2 separate regions of the Cricetulus griseus genome follow, and region 2 is linked to region 1. A link is a contact called in public Hi-C data. All regions are on one chromosome and are shown on one strand. The core of a region is the stretch at or near the end of the contact, and the rest is flanking DNA. Distances in the headings are between cores, read along the strand shown.

What was found. A called contact is a pair of places that touch in the nucleus more often than the background predicts.
Region 2: a contact with region 1 is called in a Hi-C map of fibroblasts, with 2.9 times the contacts expected there. The contact joins the enhancer-like site here to the promoter of Ublcp1 in region 1. A contact is called at or near these places in 2 of 8 Hi-C or Micro-C datasets (the CHO-K1 cell line and fibroblasts).

The regions. Positions count from the first base shown.
Region 1 is chr7:59,099,871-59,104,691 of CriGri-PICRH-1.0, reverse strand. Ublcp1 (ubiquitin-like domain-containing CTD phosphatase 1) reads left to right here and starts at 1,539. Exons shown (of 10, transcript XM_027425263.2): 1 at 1,539-1,684; 2 at 4,420-4,617. The coding sequence starts at 4,528.
Region 2 is chr7:59,167,173-59,171,836 of CriGri-PICRH-1.0, reverse strand. The region is part of intron 3 of Rnf145 (RING finger protein 145); the gene reads right to left. Among named protein-coding and RNA genes, the nearest start is that of Rnf145, 21 kb to the right of the region's middle. Within about 2 kb of position 1,561, at least 2 of the 6 cell types and tissues checked have open chromatin away from gene starts, as enhancers often do. A contact at or near this core is called in the CHO-K1 cell line and fibroblasts, where this site is marked.

The sequences.
Region 1 (4,821 bases), core at 290-2,789:
ACGGATGTGGTGAACATATATACACAAAGGCAAAACACTCATACACATAAACAAAATCTTTTAAAGAATGGCTAAGACACAAAATTTAGTTGTTTTATTTCTAACAAGCCCAAGATATATATATATATATATATATATATATATCTGTTGATTAAAAAGACACACATATGGACATTATTTTTTTTCATTCCCCTTCCCTTTTTTAAAGAAACCAGTTTAAAAAACATTTTAGTTTTGTGTTTTTATAATTTTAAAAGTACATTAATTTTTGTGCTTGTGTCTTTGTGTGTGTCACAGCACGTGAAGTCAAAGGACAACTTTCAAGAGTTGGCTCTACCTTGTGGGTCTCTGGGATTGAATTCAAAATCACAGTTTTATAAAGTATCATATATACCTATCTAAGGATTAATGATTTAACATTCTTCAATTTGTTTTTTAAGGCTTTTTGTTGTTCTTGTTTGTAAACAAGTGATACTGGGAATTTCTTGCATGGACCAGAAGGGTTCTGCCCTGTTGAGGCTTCTTTCTGTCTGAGGCATTTTCATTTTGTACCCCAGGACTGGAACTAGAATTCTCTATGTCCAGGATGGCTTCACATTTACAGACTATCCTACTGCCCAAGCCTCCCAAATGCTGGGATTACAGGCATGAGACAACCGAAGGGGCTCAGATAGACTACTTTGTATGTGAAGGCTAAGGAAAACGTTATTTTAAGGAGGTACCCGTTTTAAATTCCTAAAAGGCAAGCTCCTGCAACTGTGACTCTTTGCCCCCTCCCCAGAAGTGTAAAACTGCTATGACATGATTAACTGCTTGCTCTGGTTTCTGTAAACTGTTTATCGTTATGCACAGACAGTGAGGCAATTCCTCATAGAGCTGCAAATTACACAGGGATGAAGTAATTGTAACCTGCTTTAAAAGCCCTCTTCTCCTTTTAGCTCACGGAAACTAAGGACAGCGGCAGCTTAAAGATAAAAATTTGGCTAATTATGATTTAAGTCGAATCTGGTCTCTCGGTGTTTTGGAACTCTGTAACATGTATTTCTATCTTGTAAAGAAAATTAGCAGTATGAGTGGGTGGGGTTCTGAACCGATACACCATTCTGGATCTCAGGCGTCACACAGACTTTTGTTCCTTGAGTGTCTGGGTCACTTTGGCCTGCCCTTTCTCTTTCCGGACACAGTTTTCCTCTCGAATGGGTACAATCCGAAGGCCCCGAAATTACATTATTACTGGCTCCTTGGGTCTATGGAAAGGTCTTGTTTTAAGTTCTCAAAAGTCACCTGCTCGTCTTCATTCGATACATGACATTGCCGCACGACGCACACAGATCGGTTTTGGCGAAAACACACGTCACAAGGCCGAAGCGCCCACCCGGGCTCGGAGCATGCGCAGAATGACCGGCGGCCACCCAGGAACCGGGGGTCCCTTTTACAGAGGTCACAGTCTGGAAAAGACTTCGGCTTTCTTGCCACTCCTTGGAGATTCTTGGCCGGGGATCCCCGGGCTTAGCATTTGAAGAGAAACCAAACAAAATGCTGCTTTGTCCCCCTACAGCACATTTCCGGTTTCAACCACACATTTCCGCTCGCCGGTTCCGGCCCCTCCCCTTACTTCCGGTCTCCGTAGGTTCCGCTGCGGCCGGCTTTTGCGTCTGCTGTGGCTGGTTCCGCCGCGCTCCAGGTGAGAGGACGCGGGATTCGCTGGCACGCCTGCCTGTGAAGGCGACGCTGCGGCTGGGGGATGCCACTGAACTGCATGCGCTTTGTGGTTTGTTTCGCTGCGGGCCGGGCGGGCTGGGACCGCGACTGTCCCGCCCGGCGCCCAGAGGCCCCTGTCCCGGCGCGCTGCGGGTCGTGGCCGCCGCCTTCGCATCCGGCCTTCTCACCTGATCCCAAGGCTTCCCACACCCTAGAATGTTCTGAGTCCCTCAGGCCTCATTCCTCCCTCTTGCTGCGTCTGCCTCGCCCTTTCCTCAAGGTGGTTGTTGAAGGCATCCCGGGCAGCTTGTTTCTGGGTCTCTGCCTACCTTCAGATGCTCTCCCGGGCCCGTCCCAGTTGCATTCCGCGCGGCTGCTGCTGGCCTGTACCCGGGCCCGGAGACCACCACCACACGCTCACTTTTGCCAGGCTTAATGACAAGTTCACACTGCTACTTTTGAAATTGCCGCCTTTAAGCTGCTTTTAGTTATGCGGTGTTGGGCGCGTCGCTGTGATTTATTTTGCAGGTTTCTAGTCTGTATAGTGAGGGCAGTTGTTAGTTCAGGATTGTGAAGATCAGTTGAGATAGTTACGATGGTTAGCATGCTCTTCTCTCACGGTTCATCCATCTTGCAGCTTACAGAGTGTCTTCAGGTGTCATCGTTTATTAAAACACGTAAATTCGAATTGACTCATCCTAGGGTTTGGCAGGCTGAAGGCCAGAGATAAGAATTGACTAGGCAAAGCCAATGCAGGATGTTAGGCAGAACTCCGATTTAAATGTATATTCTTTACATATCCCGCAAAAATGTACTTCTGAGTTTGATTGCCATCCTCCTTCGGGGATTTATGTAATAAACTATTAGAATTGTATAAGAAAAAAATATAAAAATGCTCATGTGTTTACGCCCTGCATGATTCTCAGTAGTGATGAAATAAGATTCAGAATTTTTTTTAAAAAAGTTGTAGGAACTTAAGTGGTAAAAGTTTGTATAATCTTTGTGTTTTCTATGCCCGGATTTTTAGGGCATTCACCAACTTGTAGTTACCATTTGTGGCAGAAGTTCGTTATGAAATAGTGCTGTTTTGTTAATCACATAGAGTGCCATTGGCAGTGTTTTCTAAAGCTGGTAACATGGAAGAGCCTAGAGGAATGGCATGCTCAGACTTCAGCATGCTTCAGAGGTGGTAGAATAAGACTGGTTAAAATGCACAATATTTGGTCCCTTTCCTTTAACTTCTGATGTGCTTCCAAGAAGTCCTTTCCAGTTAGGTCAGTGCTCTTGGTTGGGAACCACTAGTTGAGAACACTCTCTTGGGTCTCCAAGCTCTACTCTGCCCATCACAGCACAAATTAGTGCTGGATGTCTTCCTAACTCTGTGCCTTACAGAAAAATAACGTGTGAATTATTGCACTTTGGCCCCCATGCCTTTTTATTCAAGGTCATAGCACTTTTGGGGGCAGATTCTGCCATAAGTGGCATTTATTTCCCTAGTTAGTAGGCTTGCTGCAAATTTTCTGTAGAACATTATTAACATGAGTAAATGTAAATGTGACTCTAAAGGGAAACGCATAAGCCAATGTGAATAGGGATTTGTTAATCTTTTATTATGAGCACGATAACAGACTTTCCAAGTTAGGTTTTTGCCATTTGTCACTTAAAATTTGCCTTCTCTAGCAGTTGGTTGTAGTGATTGCATGAGTAGTGCCATCAAATGCTTCATCGTGTGCATGAAAGCTTTGCAAAATGCCAATAGTCTGAGATTAGGAAACTCAGTTCTTTGACCTATCAAGGAAATGAGTTTATAAATGTTGAAAGCTTTATGGGACAAGCAAGCTGCATTTAGTTGTTAAGGAGAATAACAGCTGCCATGTAACATTTTTGTGGTTGGATCTATATGAACAGGTTTGCTTGTTTTTTTAAACTGAAATTTATTCTTTAACTCTTGTAGATCCACTTTGAGTTAAACAGTTTTGCTAAACAATGTGTTGAGATTTAGTCAGAAAACCTACACCAGTTAGGTGCTCATGGGTAGAGTATAACTATTTCCATAATGGGAAAGGGGGGATATTCTTATCAGACAGCTTTATCAGATGAGGTGATCTTTGTACATCTGGTCAATTTGTAAAATATAAAATACATAAATGTATATTGTCTAGGATGGCCTGAAACATAATAAACTTTTGGATTTAAATTTATTTAATTAAGACTTATATAGTGCTTCCCAGGTACTCTGTGAGTTAGAAATGTTAGTTGATTTAATTGTCAAAAGAACCCTAGTGTGCAAATGTAAATAGTATTTCCCTGTTCTACAGATGAGGAAAGGTGTATGCTAAGAAAGATAACTTCAGGAGTCAACTAGTAAGTGGGAAATCTAGGGTCTGAGCCCAGGTAGTTTGCTCTGGGTTCAGTGTTTCTAATGAATGCCTCTCTAACATTTAGTGAACATGGATGTCTGTTGTGTGGGCTTGCCTCTCCAGCATGCATAAACCCAACCAAAGAAAGCAGGATGGGTCGGCAGCTTATTGTTCTCTAGTTGAACAGGAGGAATCTGAAAGAGTGTTAGGAAATACTAACTCTAAGTCAAAAACGAGTAAGAAAATTGTACTTTTCTGAGGAGACACACCCATCTCTATCATCAGCCTGTACAGTAGAGTTTATTGTGTTTGATCTATCAGTTTTAATGTCTTCCATTTGCATGTGCCTGTCTCTTAGGTGTTTTGTTCTGACAGAAAGCTACGACTTCATATGCTTGGAGAATGGCGCTCCCCATCATTGTGAAATGGGGTGGGCAGGAGTACTCAGTGACCACGCTTTCAGAAGATGATACTGTGCTGGATCTCAAGCAGTTCCTCAAGACCCTTACAGGAGTGCTCCCAGAGCGCCAGAAATTACTGGGTCTCAAAGTTAAAGGTAATCTCCTCACTTTGAGGTTTCTACACTGGTGGTTATGGGTTTTCATATTTGCTGTTATGTTTTTTTTTTTTAATATGAAAGAAACTTTTTTGAGTTTCTTAAACTTGTTTCAGTGATAAATATAAGAATAATGAGCAGTTACACTACTGTTTGAATGACTTTGGGTCCCCTGATAGTATTTGCTTGGTAAGGCTTTGACAC
Region 2 (4,664 bases), core at 312-2,811, 67 kb before region 1:
GGAAAACCCTTCACAGCCATTCTTTCAAAACTATAAAGAACCTATGATAAAAATTTTAATATCCAAGGAAAATATCTAAGAAGAGAAAAATGTAGTATCTACATTCTAACGGGCTTTGTTTTTTGTTTTCAGTCTATGTATACATCCATGTGTGGGTATATGTACACCAGTGCACGGCCTGTGGAGGCCAGGAGATGGCATCAGATCCCCTGGAGCTGGAGTTAAAGGTGGGAGTGCAAGGAACCCAATGTCAGTCCTCAGCAAGAGTAGCCATCTTAGCGTCTGAGCTCTCTCCAGCACCAGCACCTCCACTTCTAAAGAGGTACCATATCACATCAAATAGCCCTGCCCACAGCTAATTCCTTCAGTATGGGGCAGAAATGAACTGTTTACATTTGGAAAACAGAGGCCAGAAGCACAAAAGGGGAGAATATTGCCTATCTGGTAAGTCCACTGGGACTGCAACAAGAGAGTCGCTTGGAATTTTTATATTGAAGAAAGGAAGTTTATGGAAAAATGATTCTTCCCTGTTTGCCTCAACTGTTGAATGCTTTATGCTCTGTACTTTAAAATACTTTCAATGTTTCTAGTATTTCTGAGCAAACTAGAATTCTATATTTACTTTTTCCAAGGCATTACTTCCTGTTGGGCTAATCAGGCTGAATGCCTTCAGCATAGCACTGTCAGTTTGGAATGAGCTTTACATAACTAAGCAGTAGAGGGCTGCCAAAAATTCAAAATTTAACTTTTTTTTTCTTTTAAAGAATAGAAACCGTTCAGGGAATGTTTAAAACGACAGCACCTAAGGCTGCAGTCATGAAGCAATTGTCTCTTGGCACCTTCTGATGACTGTCTCTAACACATGACTGATTACTCACATTTACACTCAAAGAAAAAACCTGCTCAAGAGGGAAGGTTTTAGTCAGCATTTGTTAATCAGGATCAATTGGCTAAGGGGACACTTTTGTCATGCTGGCTTTCTCACCTGGGGAGGAGAGAGCATGACTGGCACCTGGTAAAGGCTAAGTAACATTCTACAGTGTGAACCAGGGTCTGATATAGAGGCACAAATGTGTTCTCTGCAAATAACACAAAGTTCTGATTGTTATGGCTAATCATCACATAACAACTTTATATAGTCCTAGGGTAGAAGAGAAATAACAGGCATATAGACACCATTAATACAGCGCCTACGAAATGATACTAAAGCAACAAAGTCTATCTAAAAGAAATGACTGAATCTTGGCATTGCCAGGTCCACTGAAGTCCAACTTTTTCCTTGTAGCCACAGCACAGTCTGTACATAGGGCACAGGGGACAGGGAAAACCCACGGACAGAAAGCAGACTACAGGTTGCCAGGGTTTGGGTTAGTGTGTGTGGGAAGGGGATATGAGTGTGGGGATATGAACTTAACCGCCTGTGGTTTTAAATGTCAAATGTACCACAACCTAGAATCACCTAAAAAGGCAGTCTCAATTAAGGGCTTGTCTAGAACAGACTGGCCTGAGGGAAGAGAATTTTGGCAAGAAATGCAGCTTTGGAAGAACTGATACAATGTACAGAGACATGTACAGTGGAGACTGCCTGACTGATGACTGGGAAGACCCACCCAGAATGAGACAACTCCTATTCCAGGGGCGGGGCCGGAACTTCAGAGAAAGCTGGCTGGGACTAAGGAAGCCAGCAAGGGTCCATACGTTTGTACTCCCTGCTCTTGAGTGCAGACTCGGTGTTCTGCACTACTGCTCGGACTTTCCCATGACAGGACTGTAGGCCAGAAAAACAACCCCTTCCCTCCCAGGTTGCTTTTTACCAGGATACTGTAACACAGCAAGAAAAGTGGAAGTAGGGTGCTGCTTGAGGAGCCTTGGGTTTTATTCTGATGTAATGAAAATGTTTGGGGATTGGGTAAAGCAATGAGTACACGAAGCATTCTGCCACGTGAATGCCACATCAACAGAAAAGCAAAATCAGCACACGAGGCTCCTCATGGGTCCCATGAGCTCAAATCCAGGAGCCTATGGAGATGGTGGAGAGGAGAGAGCCCTGTTGGATGTGTCACTGTTACCCACATTTTATGGCACAACTGCAGACTCAACAGTATCTTCTAGAACATCTTTAGAACATCTGACTCTGCTGTTCTGGAATGTCAGGGGCTCAGCACTATTTGAATGCTTTCTTTTAGTTCACCTTCTTAAAGGCTTCCCTTCGACTTTCCTCATCTTAAATTCTAATATCGCATAACTAAATGTCTAAGGAGATGCTAGGGACATAACTCAGTAGTAGAATGTTTGTCTAGCCAGGAAAAAAAAACTGTAACCCAAACAGAAACTATTGTATATGTATGCTGCCAACACCCTGCTGGGCTATAAGCAACACTACTCTCACAATTAGTTAGTTACAACTCTACAGAATCTTGGGAAGCTCCACCCAGTGCCACTCCTCCTATTTGAGACCCTGCCCCTAAGAAAGCCCAATATCAGCTGCTCCTTCCCCGAGATGCATAAGATCATTCCCATAGGCTATTTAAGGCCTAGCTCCCTCCTGCCTTCCCCAGGAGTCATGGCGAGTACTATGCTTTGCTCTGTTTATTAAATCTGGATTTATTAATTTGATTTGATTTGGCTTATTACTTCAGTGGAGGAACTCAGTAACTGGGGATCCAATACTTATCAGAACTGAATTCTTAAGCTGATGCATAGCTCTATACATGCATCCATCTTTTCCATCTTCCACACCACCAGGTTGCTTTTCATCTGGCTGGGTTCTGTCCCCCTTTTACGTTAGCATAAGTAACACTTGTTTTACTCCTCTCTTCACACGTTACTATAAAAGCCAAGTCTATATATACTACACCCCTTTGATCTTAAACCCTTTTCTACTAGTCCTTTTCATTGCTTTCCTTCTTTTCCATGCTCTGTATATGCATTACTCCACACAGCTAAGTCCACTAAAGGAGGTCTATATCCCAGCAGATAATCAGTCTTAGGGTCGTGACAACACTCTGACCAAGTCCCTCCTGCTGCTGCCTGTACTGCCACCTTCTAGAACTCTAGGTAGTGGCTCTCCACAAATACTGCCATCATCCCTGCTCCAGGCCAACCTAACCCCTGCCTGTCAACCATCCTACTCCAGAACACAGCATCTTCCCTAGGCTCTTTACCTTCCTTCACCTTCATCCGTCTGTCTTTCTCAGGACAGACCTGCAGAATGCACCTGGCTGGCCAGCAAGTCCACCTTGGTGAGACAGCCAGGCCCAGAAGTAGGTAGTAGACTCCTCTGTGGAACCAGCTGAGCTAAGCTGAGCTTGTCAGAAGTGAAACTGATTGTGGTGAGAGGGCTCAACTCACAGGGAAACCACTATGCAGATGCTCTTCTGGCTAGATCAGCACTGCACCCAAAGTGTAGAACTGAAATGAAGATTCGGGCTAAAAAATATCTCCAAGTCCAACTTACATGCACCTTCAGTGCACCCTAGACTGACAATAACACTCCTGCTTCCAGTTAGCTCTAATTTATAACACAAAGACAGAGATGGAGGGAATGAAGAAGGGGGAATGGGAAAGGAGGAAAGGGGATGGAGAAAGGGACACTGGGAAAGAGAATGCAGAGATGGCTTGGAACACAAAGCACTGCCATGCAAGATAAGACAGACAGTTAGGGGACCAACTATAATCCCAGGCAAAGGGGGAGGGAACAAACTGGCTAACTAGAACAGCCATAAATGAAGAGTTGACCTTGACCTGGTGAATAAAGGCAAAGAGCAATAGAGAAGACACCTGGTGTCAACACACTTGCCTGCATGTGCATCCAACCACACCTTGTGAACAGGCAACATGCACACCATACATGTACACAAACCATGAGCCACTTTAAGACAAAAGCAAATTCATGATTCAAGTCAAAGAGTTCTAACTTATGCTCTGTGACCATCTGAAGATAACCAGATGAGCTGGTCAGGAAGGAGGGGCATTACCACTTTTCAATATGGAAGGTCTAAGAGGACAAGCCATCACTAAGCCAGCTAGATGTAAGCACGCCCACTGTCCTTCCCAGAACCGAAGAGTCTTTTCCTCCATGGACCTCTTACATTTCTTTTTTTGTTTTGTTTTGTTTTTCGAGACAGGGTTTCTCTGTGTAGCTTTGGAGCCTATCCTGGCACTTGCTCTGGAGACCAGGCTGGCCTGGAACTCACAGAGATCTGCCTGCTTCTGCCTCCCGAGTGCTGGGATTAAAGGCATGTGCCACGAACACCCCGAGACCTCTTACATTTCTGTAACACTCGGAATGCTGACAGAGAACCTAAGCACTACAAAACCAAACACTGGGACAATGTTCTCTAGTCCTCTGTGGGAGCCTCTTCACTTTCAACTGGAACATTTGGGGGTGGAGGTTGGGAGAGGGTAAGGAATTCAGTAAGAAAGCCATAAGGACACCTTGTAATTAGAAAAAAAAAAATCTTGCTATAAAGTAGTATGTAAGCCATTAAAAATAAATGAACGGCAACAACCAAAAATAACAAACCCAAGGAATTTACCACTCTGGCTAATGACTGAATTCTTTATGCAACAGTCTCTTAAGCAGTCTGACGTGGTCCCTGGACAGTTTGAGAACAATCTGTACATTCTGGCCACTTACAGGAAGCTTTCAAGAGATGCTAATT